Linked DNA regions of Mus musculus: all the other regions are linked to region 2. A link is a contact called in public ChIA-PET and HiChIP or PLAC-seq data. All regions are on one chromosome and are shown on one strand. The core of a region is the stretch at or near the end of the contact, and the rest is flanking DNA. Distances in the headings are between cores, read along the strand shown. Region 1 has its middle 22 kb from the start of Gm16225. Region 2 holds the start of Clic4 (chloride intracellular channel 4 (mitochondrial)). Region 3 has its middle 7.5 kb from the start of Gm42327. Region 4 has its middle 8.1 kb from the start of Gm16225. Region 5 has its middle 33 kb from the start of Gm42327.

What was found. ChIA-PET counts read pairs in DNA pulled down with a chosen protein or histone mark. HiChIP or PLAC-seq counts read pairs in DNA pulled down with a chosen protein or histone mark.
Region 1: an RNA polymerase II ChIA-PET map of effector CD8 T cells shows a contact between it and region 2, with 24 read pairs. The contact joins the enhancer-like site here to the promoter of Clic4 in region 2. A contact is called at or near these places in 2 of 39 promoter capture datasets (the 3T3-L1 cell line and neutrophils) and 2 of 115 datasets of contacts at active chromatin or transcription factors (the SCID.adh cell line and effector CD8 T cells).
Region 3: a contact with region 2 is called in an H3K4me3 HiChIP or PLAC-seq map of bone marrow-derived macrophages, with 2.9 times the contacts expected there. The contact joins the enhancer-like site here to the promoter of Clic4 in region 2. A contact is called at or near these places in 2 of 39 promoter capture datasets (the 3T3-L1 cell line and pre-B cells), 3 of 484 Hi-C or Micro-C datasets (the C2C12 cell line, bone marrow-derived dendritic cells and natural killer cells) and 7 of 115 datasets of contacts at active chromatin or transcription factors (the SCID.adh cell line, T-cell acute lymphoblastic leukemia, bone marrow-derived dendritic cells and 4 more).
Region 4: a contact with region 2 is called in an H3K27ac HiChIP or PLAC-seq map of microglia, with 5 times the contacts expected there. The contact joins the enhancer-like site here to the promoter of Clic4 in region 2. A contact is called at or near these places in 1 of 484 Hi-C or Micro-C datasets (Th1 cells), 5 of 115 datasets of contacts at active chromatin or transcription factors (CD8 T cells, the SCID.adh cell line, effector CD8 T cells and 2 more) and 3 of 9 other capture datasets (adipose tissue, liver and pancreatic islet).
Region 5: a contact with region 2 is called in an H3K4me3 HiChIP or PLAC-seq map of bone marrow-derived macrophages, with 2.4 times the contacts expected there. The contact joins the enhancer-like site here to the promoter of Clic4 in region 2. A contact is called at or near these places in 5 of 39 promoter capture datasets (the 3T3-L1 cell line, the C10 cell line, the HPC-7 cell line and 1 more), 1 of 484 Hi-C or Micro-C datasets (bone marrow-derived macrophages), 10 of 115 datasets of contacts at active chromatin or transcription factors (the NIH/3T3 cell line, the SCID.adh cell line, bone marrow-derived macrophages and 6 more) and 1 of 9 other capture datasets (embryonic stem cells).

What each region holds. Positions count from the first base shown.
Region 1 is chr4:135,096,498-135,100,695 of GRCm38.p6, forward strand. No RefSeq gene overlaps it. Among named protein-coding and RNA genes, the nearest start is that of Gm16225, 22 kb to the right of the region's middle. Within about 2 kb of position 2,169, at least 56 of the 459 cell types and tissues checked have an H3K27ac peak or open chromatin away from gene starts, as enhancers often do. A contact at or near this core is called in effector CD8 T cells, where this site is marked.
Region 2 is chr4:135,270,500-135,275,388 of GRCm38.p6, forward strand. It overlaps Clic4 (chloride intracellular channel 4 (mitochondrial)), which reads right to left and starts at 2,261. Exons shown (of 6, transcript NM_013885.2): 1 at 2,019-2,261. The coding sequence starts at 2,090.
Region 3 is chr4:135,056,456-135,061,298 of GRCm38.p6, forward strand. No RefSeq gene overlaps it. Among named protein-coding and RNA genes, the nearest start is that of Gm42327, 7.5 kb to the left of the region's middle. Within about 2 kb of position 2,651, at least 15 of the 459 cell types and tissues checked have an H3K27ac peak or open chromatin away from gene starts, as enhancers often do. A contact at or near this core is called in bone marrow-derived macrophages, where this site is marked.
Region 4 is chr4:135,126,178-135,130,723 of GRCm38.p6, forward strand. It overlaps a transcript of Runx3 not described here. Among named protein-coding and RNA genes, the nearest start is that of Gm16225, 8.1 kb to the left of the region's middle. Within about 2 kb of position 2,849, at least 98 of the 459 cell types and tissues checked have an H3K27ac peak or open chromatin away from gene starts, as enhancers often do. A contact at or near this core is called in CD8 T cells, the SCID.adh cell line, Th1 cells and 1 more, where this site is marked.
Region 5 is chr4:135,016,389-135,020,901 of GRCm38.p6, forward strand. No RefSeq gene overlaps it. Among named protein-coding and RNA genes, the nearest start is that of Gm42327, 33 kb to the right of the region's middle. Within about 2 kb of position 2,968, at least 47 of the 459 cell types and tissues checked have an H3K27ac peak or open chromatin away from gene starts, as enhancers often do. A contact at or near this core is called in the HPC-7 cell line, the SCID.adh cell line, bone marrow-derived macrophages and 2 more, where this site is marked.

The DNA.
Region 1 (4,198 bases), core at 919-3,418, 170 kb before region 2:
GCTGGGGAGAATGAGAAGGAAAAGTGGGGAGAACCCTCATTGTCTCTAGGCTTCTGGAACTGTAACAAGCCACACAGCAGGGGACCCATTGAGTACAACAGTAGAAGGTCCTTCCTGGTGTTACTTCAAAAGATTCCCAGGTTCCCTCTGCTAGGAAGACCCAGGAAAGAGGGAGACTTCCAGAGCCTTTCCATTTATAGACGCAGACTGGGGCTTAGAGGACTTCAAACCAGACTCAGCATCGTACAGCGCAGTACAACCAACAAGGCTGCTTCTATAAATGCAGCTTCCTGGGGTACGCTCCCACTTGCCTGCTGTGCTCCTCAGTGTGTCTACTTGGGGTCCCAAAGCCTGCCTTCATTCGTAGACCTGAGTTGCCTCAAGGCTTTGAGGCCTGTGTCAGAAGCCAGGGCTGCGTGAGGCATGACAGCAAAGACGACACCTCTAGAACTTGTGGAGGGCTGAGCTGGTACTCGGGAGGTGTTGGATGTTTACTCAAATGGGTGTCTTCTCATGTTCTCTATTCATCAGGCCAAAGCTGGACATTGGGACACAGAAGTACGCCTGCTATGGCCCTGTAACCCAAGGTGTCTCAGGCCAGCTGGGGTAGGAACAGGATCCAGCTGGTTCCAGGAGACTGACTAGAAACATTAAGATTTGGCTTCAGGAAATCCAAGGAGGGAGAGATATGGATGCCTGCACAATCCTGGGGCAGCACCCTGGGGTGGTGGTGGTGGAAACTTCAAGAGGAGAGCCAGGTGTAGAGGAGAAAATGTGGGTCCCCCCAGGAAAGTTCCGGAGCAGAGACCCACAGAGGGAAGAACCACCGAGTGAAGGCTCTGAGAGATGCGACCCACAGGCCTTGCAGGGTTGGCCATGTCCTGCTCATAAAAACTCCTCTCTAAGCTCAGAGAAGTGCCAAAGAAGGTCACATATGTCCCCTTCTGCAATGGGAGCCACTGTGGCTAACCATCCTGGTTGGCCTTGATATCTCATGTCCCAAGATGCTCCTGGGTTCCAAGCAAACTAGGAAGGCTGATCACTGAGGACAGTTTGTCGGCCTGCTGATGTCTGGGATCCAAGAAGTCCTCATGAGAGAACTACCATGATCCACTATAGCTATTCCTCAGTTCCAGGTGGCACCCGGAGAACATCATTGCACTCTTGGGATGGTGTCAAGTGTCCCTTCCAGATGGCAAAGTTGCCCAGAGATTCAGAGCCTTTGAGAAAACTGGGCGGTTGAGATGTGTGCCCAAGGCCACACGAGTATAAATGGCAAGCCTAGGACTGGTCTGATCATCAGCAGGACTTCCACCAGGCCATGTGGTTGCTCATGGTGTAGCCATCAGGACATCTGGACAGGATCTTCAAGTTCACCTCCACTATGCTGAGGCCCTGTCAGGACCCCCCTGACTCCACCCCACTTCCCTCTCCCTAAATTGAAGCTTAAGTCTGACAGAACCAGGGGAGGGTCAGCCCTCCTGGCATGGTAGGGAGGTGACATGTGGTCTAGCCTAGAGGCAAGGGAGCCGGAGGGGAAGGGGAGCCGGGCCTCAAGGGCCCGCCCTACTGTCTGGGCTTAGCCACCGTTGTGCCTCTGGCCACAGGCCATACCTCTTCCGGGCACAGTGGGCTTGGAGCTGCCCACAGTAGGAGCCCTCAGAGGAACACTGAACAGGGCTGAGACAACCAGGAGTGGCTAGGGCACGCTGCCCCTAAGGAGTCCATTTTTTGTGGCCCTGGCTACCCTTTCCCTCTGACCGGCTGTCCAGGTCCTTGTGCATAGTGAGAGGTGAAGAAGGGTTTTGGCATGAAGGAAGGGCCAAATGGGTGGCCAGTCTCCAGTCCAGCCTGTGGTCTAACCGGCCCCCAGCTCTGTACCTGCCTCTTGCAGTCCTCTCTGGTGCCTCGTCACCCCTGCCAGGTCAGGCATTGTCACTGTGCCAGGAGAGCCACAGGCCCCAGAAAGCTCTTCTACCCAGGGTCAGTCCCTCTGCCCAGGTACAGAGCACCTGGACCCTGGATGGGGGTTGCCGAGGGGCCCCCTGGCTCCTACAGAAGAACCTCTGAGCCCCCAGTTCCTCACCCTCCCGCCCCCCACACTGTGGTTAGCTACAGAGGAAGCAGCATTTGGGCTGCACACAAGGCCCAGAGTCGTACTCGCTGGGGTTCTATGGAAAGTTACAGCCGCCACCACCTCGGGCTTTGAAGACCAAGCTGTTTGTGTTCCCCACAGCTATTTGTGGCCAAGACACCCACCGCTACCCCCCATGGCCCTGCCTCAGAGGTGGGGACTGAGCAGAAGTCAGCTCTGTGGCTGTCCTCAAGTCAGCCACGCCAGACCAGTTCATAACCCACCCCCAAGCTTTACAACCAATCTGGCCCAGCCATCAAAGCTAGCCCAGTTCTAGAAACTCAAGTGACCAACCTGTCCCAGTGATGGTACCCAACGAACTAACCCTTCTTAAAAGAACCCGAAGCTATCACCCAGCCAACTGACCGAACCTGGATCATGAGCTCAACCAGGCTCACCAAACCTAACTCACCCAGTCAGCCTACTCATGAAGCCGAGACCACCATACAACCCCAGCCAAACCTGCCACCCAGCTCAGTCAGCAGCCCAGAGGTCAGGCCTTTCCTCAAAGCCACAGACTAGGCAGCCCCAACTAAATCAGCCTAGACCATTCCCAAAGGACTAACCCAACCATAGCGAGTCAAGTGATTTCATTCAGTGAGTCCTACAACTCAACTTACTGCATTTAAGCCAACCAGACCCACAATCTGGATAACCCACACAAGCCATTGTACCCCACCCACATAAACACCCCACCCCAGCACACAACCACCTGTCCTCAACATGACCACCCTGCTTCACAACATGGCCAACCTATCCCACCCCATCACACCACATAACCACTCAACACCCCACCACCACAAACACCCCACCCTACCCCACCAACACGAACACCCCATCCCCACCACATAACAACCCAAACCCAAGATCACTTCACCCCACTACACAGTCACTTCACCCTACTGCAAGACCACCCACCCACCCACCCACCTCAGCCCAGCTCACTAGCGAGCCCAGTGAAACCCGCAGGTCCGATGACCAAGCTTAAGAGGCCGAGTCCTCCTCATTCGACCTCAGTCTGCTGGTATAAGATTACCCTTGGCAAGCCAGCATGCTGCTAACGAGTTTACAATGGCACCACCCGTTTAGTATTAACTGCACCCCTGAAGAAAGCCACGAGGAAGTCCCCGCCACTGGAAGGTGATGCCAGCCTCCAAGGCCTCTCTAGTATGGTGCCGGCTTGAATTGGTCAGTCCTGGGGGAACTCTGAAGGGGGACTTCATGACTGGTGTGGCACGTGTCACGAGGAATGACAGAAGGAAGGATGGACGGCACACAGCACCAAGGCCTGGAGGTGGCCCCACGATGACTAAGAGCTGGAAGCCCAATGAGAGGAGGAGGGGAGTCAGCCAGATTTTTTTACTCCTGTTGACAAGGTGGCTGAGAAATGGACTTGCCAAAGGCTGGCTTGCTCTGGTTTATTAGAGGTCTCAGTCCCTGGCTGGCTGGCTTCATGGCTTCTAGGCCTATGCTGAACCACAAAGGGACAGACGTACCCTGTAAGACACTCCAGTGGTCCTCTTCCTGCCACCAGGCCCCAACCCTTCCCACAATGCCACTCACTGACTAGACCCTCTCCCAACTTCCACGATGAGCCCAAACCTTCCACACAAGGGCCTCTTGGGGATGCTTCGGAACCAAGCCCCCGCAGGTGGGGTGGCCAAGGACAGGTTGGACAGGAGAATAAAGAACCCTGGCCAATACCTGGGGCTGGATCTGAATCTCAGGGGAAAGGAGAGAGGTTCTGAGCAGGGGAGAGTCTGGGTCAGTGGCCATGGCTCCACCAGATGGACTTGCAAGAGTCTAAGCTCTGCCTGGCTCAGTGGGTCCCTATCACAGGTGGGTACATCCAAGGCTCAGAGCCTAGCCTGGTTACCAGACCACTGTTGCCATACCAGAACACACTGCAGCCCAGTTCCAGAACACACTGCAGCCCAGCTCCGGGAGCCCTTTTCCATGGGCCCAAGGGCCTAGACAGAGCACCATGCTTGTCCTTGGAGCCATCACAGGGGTTAGCAAGAGCCGGCCGGGGGAGATACAGGCACGAGAGCAAAGCAAGACCGC
Region 2 (4,889 bases), core at 1,011-3,510:
CCTCCAGCTCAGAGGTCTGCCTGCCTCTGCCTTCCAAAAGACTCAGTTTAGAATTCCAAGTTGTTTAGCACCTCTAAGGTTTTACCATTAAGCACTGTTCTTCAGACTAGCATCTACACTTTCAGAGTCGGTTTGGGGGCTTTCTTTGGCTTTGTTTAGTTTATCAAAGCTCCTTCCTGCCGGACGTGATGTTTCACACCTATAATCCCAGCCTGAGGCCGCCTGGACTGCATTATGAGTTCCAAGACAGCACAGGATACAGAGTAAGACCCTGTTCTCACAAGAAGAGGGAAACCATTATGTCCCGTCGCTATCTCTAGCCTAGCGTCTTCCCTTCTTTGTGCTGTTTTCCACGACCCTCTCCCCATTTCTTCAGGTTCCTCAAAAGTATTGTCTGCCACCTCCAGTCGCAGACATTGTGATATTTTGAGAGCCCTAAGCCTTTTCTTTCCTAATGCTGCGACAGTTTAATGCAGTTCTTCATGTTGTGCTGACCCCCAACAGTAAAATTATTTTTGGTGCTACTTCATAACTGTAACTTTGCTACTGCTATGAATTGTAATGAAATTGTCTGCATTTTCCAATAGTCTTAGGTGACCCCTGTAAAAAGGCCGTTTGATCTTTCAAAGGGGTCTTGACCCCCAGTTGAGAGCCGATGCTCTAGACCAAAAAAAAAAAAAAGTTCTAAAACCAGCAACTAACAGAAAACACTAAGGCAAACATTGTTACCACCCTGCAGATTTCTGCCTTCCATCTCTGGAACACATCCTTCGATAATTTCCGCTCTTTCAAATTAAAACTAAGAAAGGGCAGACTTTAGTACTGGATGCCTGTTGGACTTCTAGTGTTGCCAGTTTCGACCTAAGCCTGGATATTTAGTGGCTAACAGAACGAACGTCAGGGTTTCCAAGGAGGCTCAGTAAAGCAGGGGACCCAGATGTTTGTTGCGTTAACTTTTCCCTCCTTCGCTACGCCCCAAAAGGGAGAGGCGCGGAGAGCAGTCAGAGAAGCGTTTCTAGGCGAAGAAGGCAGCTCCAGGGTTTACAAACTGAGGAGGGCGAGAGGAATGAACCTTTTTAAGCCCGAGAGAGCGGAGAATTCAGGTTTTCTTTCAAACCAAACGGGCTTGCCTGCCGAGGTGGCAACAGCAAACGAAAGCGGCCAAAAGGTTGCATCATGTGAAAACAGGCGCGCTAGAGAAACAAGAAAACCAGATGGTGGTAAAACACCGGACAGGAAAACCCAAGTCGGGAATCTCTGTATTTTCCGGAAGCCTTGGGGCATCCACCCTTCTTTTCGCTTTTTCTTTTCTTTTCCTTTTTTTTTTTTTTTCTTCTTCTTTGCAGTTAGTTGCCTGGGTTTTGGGTGTGTGTCCGGAGGCTCACATTTGTAACCCAGGCTGGCCTCGAACTCGAGGGACTCCTCAAGCCTCTACTGCTGGGTCATAGCCGAGTCACCACGCCCGCATTAAAAAAATTCTCCCCTCCCCCATGCGGGAGGAGGGCTGGGATGAGGGTCCCTCCTATCCCAGGCTTGCCCTGGGTTTACTAAGCAGCCAAGGCTGGCTCTGAACTCGGGATCTTCCCTAGACCACTTTTCCCAACTGCTGGGTTTACGGCTCCCGGGTCCCTCCTCCCCTTTACTTTATTTAACATTGTATCAAAGTTAAAGTTTCAGTTTCACCCGGGCCAGGCGCTAGCGTTCCAGTAAGTTGGGTGAGCTATCAGCCCCGCGGCCCGAGGCTGGGGCTCGCGGCGGGGTGGGGTCGGACACGGCGAGGAGGGTGACAGTACCCACGCGGCGCAGCTGAGGCGCGTCCCGCCCTGCGGAGTCGCCTCCCTGTCGCCGCGCCCGCAGGGTCCGCCAAGGTCCCGCTGCGAGGCGGGAAGGCGCGGAGCCCAGACAATGGGAATGAGCGCGGGAGGTACGGCGCCGCCTCGGGCTGCGGGGATGCCGCGTGGGGGCGCTTCGGGGTGCGGGGACGTCAGCCCGCGTCGCTCGGGACGGTGAGCGCTCACCTTGACGAAGAGCTCGATGAGGGGCTCTTTGTCCTCCTCCTTCAGCCCGTTCAGGGGCATCGACAGCGCCATGGCCGGTTGGGCTGGGCTCCGCGGACGGCGGCTGCGGCTGTGGCTCCGGGGCTGCTGTGGCTGCGGGTTCCCGCCGCTCGCTCACTCGCTGGCTTGCTCGTTCGCTGGACAGTCCCGGCGTCTGGCTGCCCGTGGCCTCAGATCCTCAGCACCGCCTCACGCCTCGCGCGCGACTCTGAGGGGGTTGCGGTCCCGGCCGCTTCAAACCGCTGGGCGGAGCCCTATGGGCGGGGCGTGGGCGGAGCAGTGGCCAGGATCCTGCAGGGGTGGGGGGGAAATGGGCGGGCCACAGCTGGGGGCGTGGCCTCAGGCGAGGAAGACAGCGGAGCGCTCTAGCTTCCACGGACCGACCACTAGGGAGCCTGGAGGGCGCTGGGGGCGCGGCCTAGGCTGGGCAGCGCGGATTGGCCGGGAGGTCCCCCCGAAGCCACGCCCCTCAGGGGGTGGGCGGGGAAGGTCCCTGGAGCCGGAGCCTGACACCGCCTCTCTCCGCGGCGCAGCTGCTGCTGGTTGGGTGCCAAGTGACCTCATGCGGCGGCCCGCCTCGCGCCCTCTCCCCCGCTGCAGCCGCAGGGACTCATCGTCCCCTCCGGTTCCCGGGGCGGCGGCCTCCTCGGCTACTTCTGTTAGGCGCGGCCGCCTTTTCCTGGAAAACTTTTGCGAAAGTTTTCATGTCCTTAAGAACTTTTTAATCCTTCTGACCGCGGATCTCCTTTCGTGATCCTTCTCTATTTGAAATCAAGATACTCAAAAGTTCTTGTAAAGTCGTCCTGTGTCCCGGGCTCTGAATTAGGCCAAAACGGTGGGACAGCGTCCCGCTCCAGCACAACCCCAGTGCTTGAGGCAGCGCCTGACTCTGAAAACGTTATCCGTGCTGTTTTGCCCCACCTGGACCGATTCCTGTCTTCCGTTCACCTGGAGAAGTTTAATGAGTCACCTGAGTGCCACTCAGCGCGCAGGGGCGAGTACTTTACACCCTGAGGACAGGGGCCTGAGACACGCGGTCTACTGCGGAATTGCCGTCAGTGAATGTCACCTTTGGGAAATTTGCCTTCTGGTTTTCCTTAATCTGCTCATTCTGTGGTACCTCCCAGGCTAGGGTGATGAGTGAGTTGATTAGAAAGGCTAAATTGGGGGATGGAAGCGGGGTGTCATGGTTATCTCACATCCTCTGTGCCTAGTGTGGATCAGAGTGCTTCAACAAATTGGAATGATGTGTAAAAATGCAGTGCAACCTGCAACTACTTTATCCTCACTCAACCCCATCTCCAAGTTGCTAGATTCTGTGAGAAGGATGCTGTGCCCCAGCAATTAGATCCATCAATGCTCCGGAGTAAGGCTGTTTTAAGTTCACAGTTTGGCAGTGGCCTTAAACACCCTAAACCTCGGCCTGATTTGGTGACATATACGTGGCTCTCAGGTGATGGCTCAGGCAGGAGGGCTGAGAGTTTGAGGACAGTCTGGGTATATTGCAAGACTACCTCAAAATAATAATAATAATAATAATAATAATAATAATAATAATGGCAGTCAAGATGATTCAGCAGGTAAAAGCGTTTGCCTTGCAAGACTTCCAACCTGGATGTGATGTTGGGGCCATCTAAAGGTAGAAGGAGAAAACCAACTCCAGAAAGCTTACCTCTGACTTCTACAGAATGCCATCACACACACACACACACACACACACACACACACCAGGGTTTGGGTTTTGGTCTGCCTGTTTTTTTTCTCCACCTCCCAAGTACTAGGGTCAAAGGTGTCCACCACTGCAACCAACAATCACCGTATTTTTTTTTTTTTTTTTTTTTTGAGCCAGGGTTTCTCTATATACCCCTGGCTATCCTGGAACTCAATCGGTAGACCAGGCTGGACTGGAACTCAGAAATCCACCTGCCTCTGCCTCACAAATGCTGGGATTTAAAAGCATTGTGCTACAACTGCCCAGCACAGTAAAGTTTTAGTAGGTCAGCTGGAAGACTGTATGCCTAGCAGGCTCAAAGCCCTGGACTCAGTTCTCAGCACTGCCTAACTGAGTGTGGTGCCCCATGCCTGTCATCCCTGCACTCCAAAAGGGCAGGCAGGAAGATTAGGAGTTTAGGGTCATCCTTGGCTATAAAATGAGTTTGAAGCTAGCCTGGGCTACATTAAACCCTGCCTCAAAGTAACCAGAAACCTAAGACTTCCGTTCCGTATCTAGACTAGAGAGGGTGGTGTTGGTTACCGCCTTGTGTAATTAGGGAGGGCTGGGACCTCGTGGAGCCTCTGGCGTCCTGTCCACCCCTACAGGCAAAGCCAGCGCCATGTTCCACTCAGTGGCTAGCTAGTTTGTGGTAAAGTAAGAAAAGCCAGCAGGCTGTCCTGTGGAGCAAAGCTTAAACCAGAAACAAATAGAAGGGACAGCTGGACTCTGAACTGGGTCCCCTGTTAATTTTTCACAGAACTGTGAACAGATTAAAGTCCCCTCACAGTATAGCCTTTCCACCGTGATCCCAAATGGTAAATTCAAACAGACACACACTTAAAATGGCCCAGCAGAGCCTCAAAAGACTCCACATTGGCCCCAAGACTACTGGGTCCCAGTTAGGATTTATCCAAGTCATTTTGGGTCCCCAAATTACTCCCTCACATGTATCTGTGCTGGGCCCATGCTGGCTCCCAGCCACCAGCACAGAGATGGCCCACACAGGGAAACAATAGCAATGAAAGGGTCTTTCTGTCTCTTTGCTTAAATGGGAGGAAGCCTGTGACATTTTCCAAGTCCTGAGGTGGTCCAAGTCCTGCCCTTGCTCATCCGGACAC
Region 3 (4,843 bases), core at 1,401-3,900, 210 kb before region 2:
CAGGGCAGGGATGTGGGTCGGGAAGATAAGGTTCCCGGTCTGAGCTTGGCTCACCCTAGTCCTGGCCCTAAAACCAAGGCACAGGGGACAGGCGAAGGGCCAGGGAGTCACAAGAAGCAGCGGCTGAGCTACCATGAAGATCCACTTTCCCTGTCCCTAAGTTGTGACTCTTCTGTGCGGAAGCTGTGTCAGACAGTGAGGCCTGAGAGAAAGACTCTGCTGGAAGGCAGACAGGGGCTGTGTGGATCCTTGATAAACCACACCTGAAAGTAGAGACAACCCTCAACGTACGACAATTTGGCACAATTCCTCAATTACAGGTGGCTGTGAGCTACTGGGTCTGGATGTTAGGGACAGAACTCAGGTCCTCTGACACAACGGTAAGTGCCTAACCACTGAGCCATCTCTCCACACTCTGGATAGTTTCCAATGGCAGGTCTCTTGATCGTTTGTATACAGAGGCACATCTGCCAGTCAGGAGTCTGTTCAAGGGCAGCTGGGAAGGCAAGGCCAATGTCACTTGAGCGGAGGGTGAGCAATTCCGGTCGATTCTTATTAACCTAGGATAATTCCATGTTGAGGAGGGGGAGTTCTATTGTCCGAGGAAGCGTGGGAACGGGGCTACTTGGTCAAGTTCTGTGAAACTGAAAAGGGACACCAAGGTTGACGTCTGGCTGCTCTCAAGGACAATAGAACAAGGGACTGGTACTTCCCAAATGCCAGGCATGATGGTGAGTGTGCATGCGTGTTCACTTACTGCATGTTCCTTGGGGCCACAGACTGCTGTCTCAATTGGAATGAGTGACCCTGGAAGGCCACTCTGCTGGTAAGGGGTGGAGCTGTCCCTACATCTTGCCCACTTTCCGCTGTCTTCTGAAGCTTTAGCCCGAGGGTGGCCAGCCCTGCTGAAGAAGGTTCCTCAAGAAGTGACCTACATCAGTGCCCACAGTGGGGAGGAGCCACGCTAAGAATAACGTGATAACTCCCTCTGACAGTCCAACAGAACGGGATCAAGTCACCCGTTATTACCGGATGTGCCTCAGCTCCGCGGTCCCCAGAGACTCCTCCACTTACGGATGGGATGGAGGCTGCATCATGTTCCCACAAGCCTATTGCCACCTGACGGTATCATTAAGCTAAAAATGCACAGAGCACCCTTAAGCTGGGGTGCACAGGACCTGTACTGCAGAGTCTCACTGGCCTCTCCTTGAGATCACAACATGGCTGCCAGGGGTCTGTGACCCCTTGCTACCATCCCGAGAAAGAATCATGCTGCCCCCGGCCAGTGTGGGAAAGGATCAGAGATACAGATTCAAAATATAGACTTGACCCAACATGCCTGGCTTGTGTACCATTCAGGCTGAAAACTAGTTAGGTCCAAGCATCTTAAGTCAAGACCATCAGAAAAACAGTCATTTGTTCCCCTGCCATGGGCCACTTTCTGTTCTTTTGATACAGAGACTCACATAGTTCAACACTAGCCTGTGTGGCCAAGAATGAGCTTTTCTGGTCCTCTGACTCCACCTCTCAAGACACGGCACTCGCAGCTTCACCACTGGGTGTGGTTCCGCTGACCGAATGCTGGGCTTCGTTCATCCTTAACAAGCACTTTGCCACCTGAGCTACGTAACCCAGCCCTGGCCATAGCCAGTTTTAAAAATATGTGTGTGTGTCTGTGTGTGTCTTACACGGTAGGCATGCATGTGTGACTGTTGTGTATATGTGTGCAAGTGTGTGTGCAGGGGTGTGCACGGGCAAGAGGAAGACCTGGGCGTCCTGCTCTATCGCTTATTCCCTTGAGATAGGGCCCCTCATTGAACTGGAGTTTGTCATTTTTTTTTCAGCCACGTTGGTGGCCAGCGAGCCCCATATATTTCTGTCTTTGCTCTTCACCTCAACCCTAGGATGCTGGAGATTGGAACTCAGGTTCTCACACTTGCCTGACAAACACTCTTACCCATTGGGAGGTCTATCCAGACACCAGGGGCCCACTTAAAAACATTTTTAAAACTTTTCTTTACTGGGTGGGGGAGCAGGGGAGCTGGAAGAAAACTAGAGTACACGAAGTCAGAGCACAATTTGGAGGGGTTTGTTCTCTTTCTACTATGGGGTTCCAGGTATCAAACTCAGGTCATCAGACTAAGTAGCAAGTGTCCTTACCCACTGAACCACCTTGCCAGTCACTCTGGACTCACTTTTATAAGGAAAAGCCAAAGGACCATCAACCTAGCCTGTAACCAGTATTTCTCACCTCTCTGGCTTCAACAACTGGCTGAGGACTGGTGGTGATCACCCGCCTCTGCCATCTTGTTTCCTTCCCCAGTGAAATGGACATAAAAGTAGTGTTGAATTTGAAATGCAGTAGTAACCTAGCTTAGAGAAACTTCCAACAGGGTTTCTGGTACACAGTAGGTACTCAATTAATGTTTGTCCAGTGGAGGAAGAAGGGCTAGGTGCTACCCTGAGAGACCTGAGTCCTGAGTTGGTTCATGATGTACCAGGATCCTAGGCCTAAGAGCCCAGCAGACTCTGGGAACTCAGGTCTCCTTTCTGCCGTGACTTCCAGAAGGGGAAGCAGGGCTGGGGCTTAACAGTGGAGAGTGTGGCTGACTGGTGAGTCCCACAGCCCGGCCTGGGGCCACTCTCCCACCACACTGCAGTGAGCTGGCTGGTCGGGAATGGGGAAGTCAGAGCTACCTCCTGGGCAGGGCCAGACAGTCCAAGCTGAGGGTGGAAAGACCCTTTGTTCAGTGTGGCCAGAGAGGTAGGAAGTGGTGGGCTCAGGCCCCCCAGCCTCCGGTTGCTCTTGGAGCCTCAGGCCTAAGATCTAATGCCACAGCCCCAGGCTTTCCTACCCTGACCCTCCAGGGCCCACTGAGACTTGGTTAACCTTCCTGAAGCCCTGCTGGGGTCAGTTGCTCTTGGAGACAGGCTTGGTGGCTACTTAGAGTTGCTGGCTCCTTCCCTTGACTTTCCAAGTCTGCCTTGGTGTGACCTTGGCTTCCCTAGTGTGGCAGTGCAGTGCCCAAGTCCTGGGGTTCTCTTAAAGTGAGAGCCACACCCCAGTCTTGGTTCAAGTCCACCCTTGGGACAAAGTCAGCGCATAGCTCCACTGGAACAGAATGGGGCAGCTTACATGGTGGTTGGCACATCCTTTACCCACAGTACAACAGGGCAGGGAGCGGAAACTGTGGAGGCAGCTCTCGGCAGCAGTCCTTCAGGGGTATCTACATAGGGTGCTGAGGCTGTGTGCTCACCAGCAGCTCTTAGCAAAGCACCTCCTGCTTGCACAAAAGCCTCACATCTTCTAGGCACCTCCTCCCTACACCAGCTCGACAAAGGGCAGCGCTGCCGACTGCCAGCTCGGGGGCTTGAGACAGGGCTCAGGTAGCACAGACTGGGCTCGAACTTGCTGTGTCACCAAGGAGAGCCCAAACTCACTGAGCTGTATTCCAGCTCTTTCCCCCAATACTGAATCCCATCCTAGTTCTTTTCAGGTACTGCTGTGAGGGACATCCCAGAGTCACAGGGCAAGTCTCGGCCAAGGCCAGGCAGGAAAGTCTCGGCCAAGGCCAGGCAGGCAAAGAACTCAGATTTCCCGGTGGTAAGGTGGCTCAGTGGTTAAAGGTATTTGCAGCCTGATGACTTGAATTTGATTTCTGGAACCTATGTGGTGGAGGGAGAGAATTGACTCCCACAGAATGTCCTCTATACTCCATATGGGTGCTGTGGCACATGTTCCTGTATACATGAAAACACATGCACTGGCACACAAGGCACTCACACACACACACACACACACACACACACACACACACACACACACATGCACACACACATGCACACACACATGCACACACATGCATACACGTATGTGCACGCCACAGACACGCACACTGCCATCAAAATATTTTAAATCCAATGTTGTTATCAAATGCAACCCAGTCTCTCTGCAAGAATGAGGCTGGGTGTTCCCAGACTTGTGTCGTGACAGATCTGGCTTGGATCTGATGCAGGAGGACAGAGAAGGCTTCTTTGGCCAACTTTCCCTTAGAGTCCCTGGCTCTCCAGTAGTCGTAAAGACTCACCCTGGTGTCCATCGGTGTCCTGCTGTCATCTTACAGGGGTCTCTCCAGGGACAGCCTGCCTTTGAAAGCCGTACCATTCCTTCTCATTTATGACCGCAGCTGAGGAAGGGCGTGTGCCGGGCAGGGATACTTGGCTTAATAGCTTAGGCTCGATTCTTCATTGTCATTTCCCACTTTGGGGTTGGGCTGGGGGCTCTATCAGGGAGCGTGGCTAGGGCAGGGGTATTCTGAGGAGGAGTGATCTTGGACTTGGCCCAGATGGCTGTCGTGGGGGCCATGTTGTTGATCTGCCCCACTTTTCATTACTGGAGTATAAAGCCTGACTGTCCGTTCTCCAGATTTTATAGAGGGAAACCCTTTAGGACAAAGTAATTTTACTCAAGGCCACAGAGCGGACTCTACACTTCCCAGCTGCCTTAGCTCTCTCCCTCTTGCTCCAGCCCTGCTTCTCCTCAGCGTTCACCGCACCCCCCCCCCCTCCAGCACCATCATCCTGACCTGGAGGAGGAGGTACAGCCCTATAGCTCTTCAGGAGAACCCCAAGCCTGCTTCCCCTGAGCAGTGCCCCTGATGGGCTCTCTGTTTCTGTCATAATTTTCATGGAGCCGCCTTGTTAGTCCTGGAGGGGTGGGGTTCAGCCTCTGGAGTGTTCATTTGCTGCTTCATGAGGCCTGACAACCCTACCATGGGGCCCTCCTGTTTCCAGGGCCTCCCATCCACTGCCTCTCTCATCCTGCGGCTTATCAAGCCCATGT
Region 4 (4,546 bases), core at 1,599-4,098, 140 kb before region 2:
CATTTTGTTGTTGATAATGTTGTTGTTGTTCGTATATTCTAGATACTAATTTGTCAGGTACAGAGCAAGCAAACCAGTTCTCCCCATTCTGTAAGCCGTTGCCTGTATGACTCGCTCCTTTTGCTCTATGGAGCCTTTCGATCTTTCATCCCACGAGGTCCTGTTTGTCAGTTGTTGGCCTTAATTGCCTGAATGAGAATTCCACTCAGAAAGGCAACCTGTATCTGGAAGTGTTTCCCTTACGTTTTCTTCCGACAGAGAGTCTCTGGTCTGACATGAAGACCTTTGACCCAGGGCTGGGGAGATGGCTTGGAGGTTAAGAGCCATCTTCTAGACTGCACAGCTTTGATTCCCAGCCTGCACACAGAGGCTCACAACCGTTTAAAATTCCAGTTCCAGGGTGTCTAGCGCCCTCTTCCAACCTCCACGGGCACTGCATGCATGCAGTGCCCATGCATACATGCAGGCAAACCCTCACACATAAGGAAAAAGTAAATAAGCCCTCAAAAAAATTCTTTGACTCATTTGGAGTTCTTCCTGTGAAGGGTGAGGTTAAGTACCCCTCTTTGCTCTCCATCCTAGGGGAACCCAGTCTTCCTAACATTGTCTGTTAAAAATGCTACCTTTATTGCAATGTGCATTTTGGCTTTTTTGTCAAAAATCACATGGCTATAGCTGCCCTTCTATTCTGATTGGTGTACATGTCTGGTTTTGTGCCATCCGCAGACCTATGCTTAGTGTGTCATGTGTGTTTCTGTGTGTGTGCTTATGTGCATGTGCATATGTATGTGCCTGTGAGTGTGAGCGTGTGTGTGTGTGTGTGTGTGTGTGTGTATTAAACTTAGAGCCCTGGGCATTCTAGGTAAGTGTGCTTTTGCTGAGCTACATCCCAGCCTGGCCTACATCTCCATCACCCACTCACCAAGAAGTCTCTCCAAGATCATCTGCAACAAACCAGAACCTTGGAACTCTGAGCCTCAGTTCCCAGAGCTATTGTCAGACTGCTTGAGTCATTTACTGAGAAGGGAGGGAGGAAGGAAAGGAAAGAGGGAAAAAAAGGCTTCCAAGCTTGGGTGTCCTATCTGGGCACCATCACAGACCTTGAAACAGCAGCTCCTGGAGAAGAGCCCTGGATGCTACTCATGGTGGAGTGGAGAGACGGGGCAGGACAAACTGGGTCTCGCCTTCAGCAGTCAGGACAAGAACTGAGACCAGTACCTCAATAAGAAGTTATTCCCAAGAAAGATGGAGTGGGCAGAAGACAGCACCCTCCTTGTTTCTTAGATGAAGAAAGAGAGCCCCAAGGAGAGGCTCAGGCTTATGAAAGGTTCGGTTTAGCTCCAGGGGAACCAGTTTTGGAGTTTTTCCCTCGACCCCTGGGGAAGTTGCTGCTCACCTTGCACTTAGTTCAGGGTTCATGGCTTGAAGCTACTTAGCAGCTTGGTTCCCTCAACCCTCAATTTTACCCATTGTTTGGCGGGAGCTGGGGCCAGGAAGGAGGCTCAGTTGGTAGAGTGCTTGCTTCCTGTGCGTGAGGTCTGGGTTTGAGTCTCAGCACTGCATCAAGTGGAAGGTGCCTATAATTCTTATCACTCGGGAGATGGAGGCAGGGGGATCAAGCATTTAAGGTCATCGCTCCCCTCTAACGGCAAGTTCAGTCAGCCTGAGATATTTAAAACTGTCTCAAAAAATGAGAGAGAGACAGAGACAGGCAGAGAAAGGGAAAAAGAGGGGGCAAGAGGGAGAATAACAGAGATAGAGTCAGACAAAGAGAGACAGACAGACTAAGAGAGACAGACAGACAGAAAGGAAGAGAGAGGAGGAAGAGTGAGACAGAGAGAGAGACAGAAACAGAGACAGACAGAGAATGGGGGAAAGAGAGGGGGAGAGAGGGAGAATGACAGAGAGAGTTAGACAGAGAAAAACAGAGGAAGACAGACAAAGAGGAAGAGAGAGGGAGAGAGGAAGAATAAGAGATAGTCAGAGTGGGGGGAGGAGAGGAGAGAGGAACTAACAGGAATTTCAAAGAGGAAAATTGACCAGTTGTATAGAAGGGGTTGAGGCTGGGAATGTGGTTTAACCCCCAAGGCCCCGTGCACGGCACAGGCTAAGAGTGTCTGCTGCACATTGGCCTCCTGTCTGAAGCCTCAGGCTTGCTCATTCTCCAGCATATGGCTCCCGCCTTTCTAGGGAGAGCTGGGCAGCTCAGAAAGACTGCGAGGCCCTTTGCACATGGTGCGTGGGGCAGAGGACACAGCACACAATTCAGCCGTATAAACCCGGCTCTAGACACGTCTTTGCTGTGCATCCTAGAGAGAAGTGCCTCACCTCTCTGTGCTTGTTCTCTCTGTGAAATGGGAGACATTAACAGCACCCAGCGCAAGCTGTTTGGGAGGCCTAGGGATAGAATGAGGGTAGTGCAGAGCTCGACACGGCCAAGACCTTCATTAGTGCCACAAAATATTCTGAATCCATATTCTTCCTCTTCCAGCAAATGAAAAAAAAAAGCTGCGAACTAATAGAAGGTAGGAGCCTTGCCTTTCTCCTCAAGACCCCGCTTCAAGGCCACCCTTTTAAGAGCCGTTTTTTCCCAAGAATTGGGATGCCTGTTGTCATCACCCCTCACTCTTGAAGCATCTAAAGAGAGTTCCAGGGAGTGTCCCTTGCTGCGGTGGCGCGGGGTGAGGGTCCGGGATGGGGAACCTGCGGGGTTGGTGATTGAGGGAGGGATGAGAGGGCACTGCTGTTCCACGCATGCGCATTTCCATGCCCTCCTCACTTCCCCTCCGCTGGCTGGTTTTTCTCTGAACACCGAGCCAGAGCTCTCCTAGCCTATGGGTGCTGGCGGCTCGGAGGTTTAGGTTCCTCTTTGGGGTTTTCTTTTAAGTCTGGGAAAGGCATTTTTGGCACAAGGCTCAGACTTGCGTGTGGGCGGAGAGGAGAGATGCGTCTAAGTTACAGTTTTGAAGGTTGCCACGGTCAGTACCACCCACCCAAACACCTTCCCGAGGAGAGTCCAGGGGAGCCTTAACTCCTGCCAGGGCTCCACTGCCATTGGACCGGAACTGATGTAGGTCCTTTCTTGTCTCCCACCTGAACATCTGTCGGGCAACATCTGGCCCCTTTACATCTGCCGAGAAGAGGGAGTGGCTAATGTGAGAGGCAGCAGATGTTGGGAGGGGGCCCTTGAAGGTCCCGAAGGAAAGGGAAGAAGATGAAGGGAGGGGCAGAGAACAGGAGAGCTTCCTTACCGTCCCAAGCCCACCTCACCTGGGAGTGCTGGTTGCTGCCCAAGAACTGTCCCTCGGAAGATGTCCTCTAGGTCTCACTCAGGTGCTGGAGGCCTCAGGTGCTTCTGGGAAGTAGCATTGATCCAGATCCAGGGTGTCTTAGGAAGGATTACAGGTCCTGCATGTGCAGGTGGGGAGCAGAGTTCCTCGTGGGTTAGTGGGGCCCGTGGGGAAACCCTGACATCTCCCTGGCCCCGTTCCCTACATGAAGTCAAGTCCCTTCGGCAAAGGGAAGGAAACCTCGCAAGGCCATCTTCGAGCAAAAAAAAATAAAGGAAAGAAAATGCCAGCAGCAGCTCCGGTCACCGGAAGCGAGCAGAGCCATCGGAGTCCAGAGGCTTTGTGGGAAGTTCTCAACATGGAGTCTGTGTTACTTATAGCAGTAGGAAGAAGACCCTGCTTTGTATTTCCAAAGAAAGGAAGCAGAAGAGGAACCCTGGCCTCCCGGGAGCCGAGGCTGAAGGACACCCACTCTCTCTGCTTCTCCTCACAGCTCCGTCTGCTTTCCCACCGTGGCTCTGGCCTGCTGGCTAGGGACGGCAGGATCTCCCCTGGTCAGGGTAGAACCTTGCATAGAGCAGATGCCCAGGCTGCGCTTGTGTCTGAGGCAAGGGCTCTGCAGCTCCCTGGGAGAGGCAGTCTGCTCCCCCTCTGGCCTGGTTGTCTCTTTTGTGGGTACTGCTGGCCCCTCTGGTGGCACTACTGCAGTGGTTCTCAACCTTCCTCAAGCTGTGACATTTAACACGGTTCTCCACATTGCGGTGACCCGCCCCCAACCATAAAATTATTTTGATACTACTTCGTAACTGCAATTCTGCTACTGTTATGAATTATAATGTAAACATCTGATGTGCAGCTCCTAAAGGGGTCATCACCCACAGGTAGAGAACTGCTGACCTACTGTGCGTAAGCACGCAGGAGTGTACACAGCAGGCAACTGTATTTCTCCTGCTGGGGCTAATATCCACCCCCCCACACACACACACACACACACACAGTTTACAGATAGGAGAAGCAAGGCCCAGAAGAGAGGCAGTCCTTCCCCAAGACTCATAGTTAAGGACTTCTGGAACCCTGAGAGCCTGCTACAGCCCTGCTTAGATCTCTGACAGCCCTGACTCGGCCTCCCGGGACCTCTATAGATGCGTATGAACACATTGAGTCTAATTGAACGGGCATCATGAATGAGGTCCAAATGCACCCAGATGTTGAGAGTTTGGTGGGTCCTGCTCCCAGCAAAGCCAAAGGAAAGAGTA
Region 5 (4,513 bases), core at 1,718-4,217, 250 kb before region 2:
TGGTGGCCCTTCCTGGCCATGGTCCTGATCCAATTCCTACCTAGCAGCCTTCGAGCCTTTGCTTAGCAGCTGTGGGTAGCTCCTATCTCATCTCTACCTGAACTGCACATTCCTCCCCAAACCTCTTTGCGCATGGAAACCATGAGTCCCCTGTGACCCTGGGCAGGGCCTATGACCTCTACCCCTGAGGCTGGCAGCACCCAAGTTTTCCATATGCCTAGTGTTGCCAGGTCATCTGGACACAGGCATGGCTGGCTCCAGCGCTGGCACCAGCTGGGATGAGGGCCCCACAGTCAAGCTGCTGGCTCCCTTTCCCACCCCGGGATCAAACAGGCACACCTGGGCAGCGGCTGGGCGGCCTATCTCCCAGTCTCTGGGCCTCCTACTCGGAGCTGCAGGCCATCTGCACTTATCCCAGAGGCTGGCTTGGTCTGTGGGGTTGCTCACCAGGACTCTCTCCCTTCCCGAGGGGACTTGGCTCCTTCCCCTCCTCATCGAGCTCAGGATTCGGCTGCACTCTGCAAAAGGGGTCTCCCTGCCAGAAACTTCCAGGCTCAGAGGCTGCCACTCATGATGCTGATCTCGATTGTCAACTTCATGAGAATTTAAAATCACCATGGAAACCAATCTCTGGTTATGCCTGAGAGAAGTCCTCTAGATTAGGTCAATTCAGGTGGGAAGATGCACTCTACATGTGGGTAGGACCGTCCCATGAATTGGGGTCCAGGACGTCACACTAAGGAGGAAGTGGGCCGAGCACTAGCTTTGTCACTTTTGGCTTCCTACCTGTCCTGTGACTCTTGTTCCCACATCCACACCTTCCTCACTAGGATAAACTGTGCCTCTTAGAACTCTAAGCCCAAATAAACTGGATCTTTTCTTAAGTCACTTTTGTCTAAGCCCTGAGTAGAGTAACTAACACATTTGCCAAGGTTACCCAACAGTGGGGGTATCCCCAAACCTAGATTTATTTCTAGAGGGAGAGGAGGTGTTTCTCTGTGTAGTCCTGACTGTCCTGCAACTGGCTATGTAGACCAGGCTGGTCTCGAACTCAGAAATCTGCCTTCCTCTCCTGCTCAAGTGCTGGGATTAAAGGTGTTTGCCTCCACACCCAGCTCAAGTCTCGATTCCCGAACCCATTGGTTCCCAGTCCATGACTCCTTTGTTATTCCCGTTTTGAGGTCTTAATTTATCCAGTCAACAAGTAATTATCGGGTGCCTGCCCTATGTTCAGGGCCACACAGACAGAGAGTGAGGAGTGTGGTGTGACCTGCAGGTGGTGGAAGATGGGCTCCTAGCAGAAGTGACATTTGAGGGACCCCACCACACCTTTCCCCACCCCCACACCAGCATGTGAAGAGATGAGCTCAGAGAAGTGGGGGAAGGGATGCCCCTGGCATGGGACTGAGGACTGCCCCAGAGAGATCTCTCCACAGTTCCAGGCCAACCTGGAAATAGATGAAGGCCCTGGGGGATCCCAGGGGCTCCAGAGCCCAAGGTGGCTGCTTTTCTGCCTTTTTTTGAGAGGAGGAACAGGGTAAGGCGCTAAAGAAAGCATAAATTTGGGACTATAGAGTTCCGAGTCCTGGTTTTGTCCTGGACTTGTGTGACCAAGAACCAGGCTCCTCTCCTCAGGTGGTCTGAGTTTACCAACTGAGGATGGACCACAGAACTCTGTGTGAATGACATGTGGTGAGGAAGGGAAGACACAGAGCAGGGTCACACAGAACCACCCCCTCCTCCCCGCCCTCCCCAGTTAGTAGGAGACAGTGTGGCCCAGTGCGGGGATCATGCCAGTGTGTGCTTCCTCTAGGAGGGGAAATGGAAAACTTGCAGTAAAGACTGTTGGACAGTAGGGGGCGCCAGCCGAATGACCAGCGGTCGGTTCCAGGAAGGTGGAAGTAGTTGGTCTGGAGTTGGCTTATGATGGTTGGTGGCTGCAGGAAGTCTGACTTCCGAACAGGCTTTAATGCGGACTCTTACCCAAAACTCATCTCAGTTCACTGTGTTGACCACTGTTCTTCAGCTTGGAGAACTGAGGATTGACGGTTTTTTACATTTTAATCAGCTAGTTTGTTACAAAAGTAAACTGCTTTTGCCTTGAATGTTTGTTTTGCTTGGTACACAGTGTTAAGACAAATTCTGAGGTATGGATTTGACTCCACAGCAAAGGATCCTAAGATTCATTAGTAATGTCTGTCAGGGTGAAGCCATGGAGGGCACAGCAGGCGTGTCCGGTATCTGCCACCTCTCTTTAAAGCAGTTTCATTACTGGACAGAATTGTCTATCGATGCAGAGATGCTGGGTTGATTTGGGTACGGTCTCCCTGCAAGACCATGTCAGAACAAGGAGCCTACTTGTTGATTCGTCATGGCTGTGAGCATGAAGAAGTTGCCTCTCTAGACCCTGCAAACCTGTGTTCACATTTACAGCCAGCATAGCTCACAATGAAAGAAGGACATTCAGTATAGAACCACCCAGGGTTGTTCTGTGATACTGGACAGGCTGGTGGGTATTGAGGGCAGGCTGGATCACCCCAGAACCTGGCATAGGGGCAGAGCAGCAGGCTTGGGCAGAGCTCAGGCGTGACCAAGGCTTCTGAGCTGAAGAACACTGGTGGCGTCCATGGTGTTGCACACTTGACAAGGTCCTGTTGGCTGCAGGTCTGCTCGTGGAAGAGAGTACGCTACCTGTGAGGGCACCTGGAAGGATCTGAACCAGAAGTCCCAGGTCAGGCCTTTTTGTGGGGAGCTGGGGGACAAGTGTGGCAACAGCAAAGAGCCAAGCCTCCATGAGGCCAGAGTTAGGGAGCAGGGTCAGCTAGCTCTTGTGGGCAGAGTCCCCAACAAAGGGCTCACATGTTCTGCTCTGACTAAAAATAACTGGTGCTTATTGCAGATGATCTAGGAGATGCAATGAAAGATAAAAGCTAAAGCTGCAAACAGCCCACAGACACCTCATTATACAGACAGTGTCTCTCAGCATGAGTCACATCTCAAGTCAGACACAAAGTGACATTGTGCTACAGTGTTGGCCATGAAACTCGGGGCTTTACCCATGCTAGGCAGGCCCCTATTTCCACACACGGTCTCATTGATTTGCCCAGACTGGCCTTGGATTTGCTCTGCAGCCCTTGACTTTCCAATCCCCCTGCCTCAGCTTCCTAAGTAGCTGGAACAACAGTCCTGAATCCCTGGTTAGCCTTATAGTTTTGAATTTTCCTTCCTCCAGTGGCGTTCAAGAAATGGCAGGTGACCGCTTCATGACAGGTGCTTGCTAGCATTTGTTAAAATGCAGATCTTGCCTCTACCTCCACTGACTGAGCCTCAGGACCACCCCCCCCCCCCGCCCCCACCTGAGCTGGGCCAGAGATCAGAGGGGTTTGGACAGGGAGGAGACAAAAGAATGCTCTCTGAGTTTGTCACCAACTTGGGGTTGCTGACAAAAGGGGCCACAGTTCTCTTTGTCTCCCACTTGGTAGAGGAGCTCTGGACCAGTAGGCAACGAGTAGCGCCTCTTCCTCCCTCTCCTCCTCCTCCCTCTCTTCCTTCCCTCTTCCTTCTCCTCTTCCTCTGCCTCTTCCTCTTTGTCCTCCCCCTCCTTCTATTCCTCCTCCTCCTCTTCTTCCTTCCTTCCTGGTGAGGCGTCTCTGGTGAGTTCCTGGAAAGGGCACACTCAGGCTGCATGACAGCTGTCCTCAGGCCTCTTGGGGACCTGAGAGGATGGAGGCCCCTGAGCTGCTGTCCACACCATGTTGGGCATTCACTCAGCCCACACTGGTTTTCTCTACAAACCTTTCTTGGCAACACAGAGACCAAATATGGTTTAGAAGAAATGGCAGGTCCAAGAAGGTGAAGAGTTGGGTTGGAGAGAATCAGGACTCCCCGCTGGACCCCCATCTTCATGCTTTATGAACTTCCAAAGAGGCCTTACAGCAGCCATTGTAGTAGAGAGCTGGTGGGGTGGGTGGGGCGGGGTGTGGGGTGGGGCAGGGCAGTGCTCACAGCAGCCATAGTCACAGCTGGTGAAATGGGGTAGGGTGGGGTGGGGCTCTATAGCATTTCAAAAAGAGGAGTAGGAGCTGCTTAAGTGACTCAGCAACTAGGGATGCTTGCTGCCGTCCCAGAGGACAAGTCTGATTCCCAGCACCCATGCCCGGTGGCTCACAACGCTAACTCCAGGATCTTATGCCATCCTCTGGACTCTACGTGCCCACACACAGAATTTAAAAAATTGTTTAGAAAGAGGAACAGTGGAATTCTGGGAAACCACTGACTAGCTATGAGGAGTCTTAGAGCATTCCAGATCAGACCAAAGCAACTGGAAAGGCAACAGTTTCCCTTTGGATAGGTCAGCAGGCTGTGTAGCCAGAACAGGTGGGTCAAATTAGCTAAACCTCCCCAGCCTTCTGCCCAGCGCCTCTCCCTCCTTCCCAAACCAGAAAGCCTTAGTGAGCTCGTTTGTTCCAGTCCCTCCAGCTACCTCTCCTTCCTCTCCTCTCTGGGCCCCATG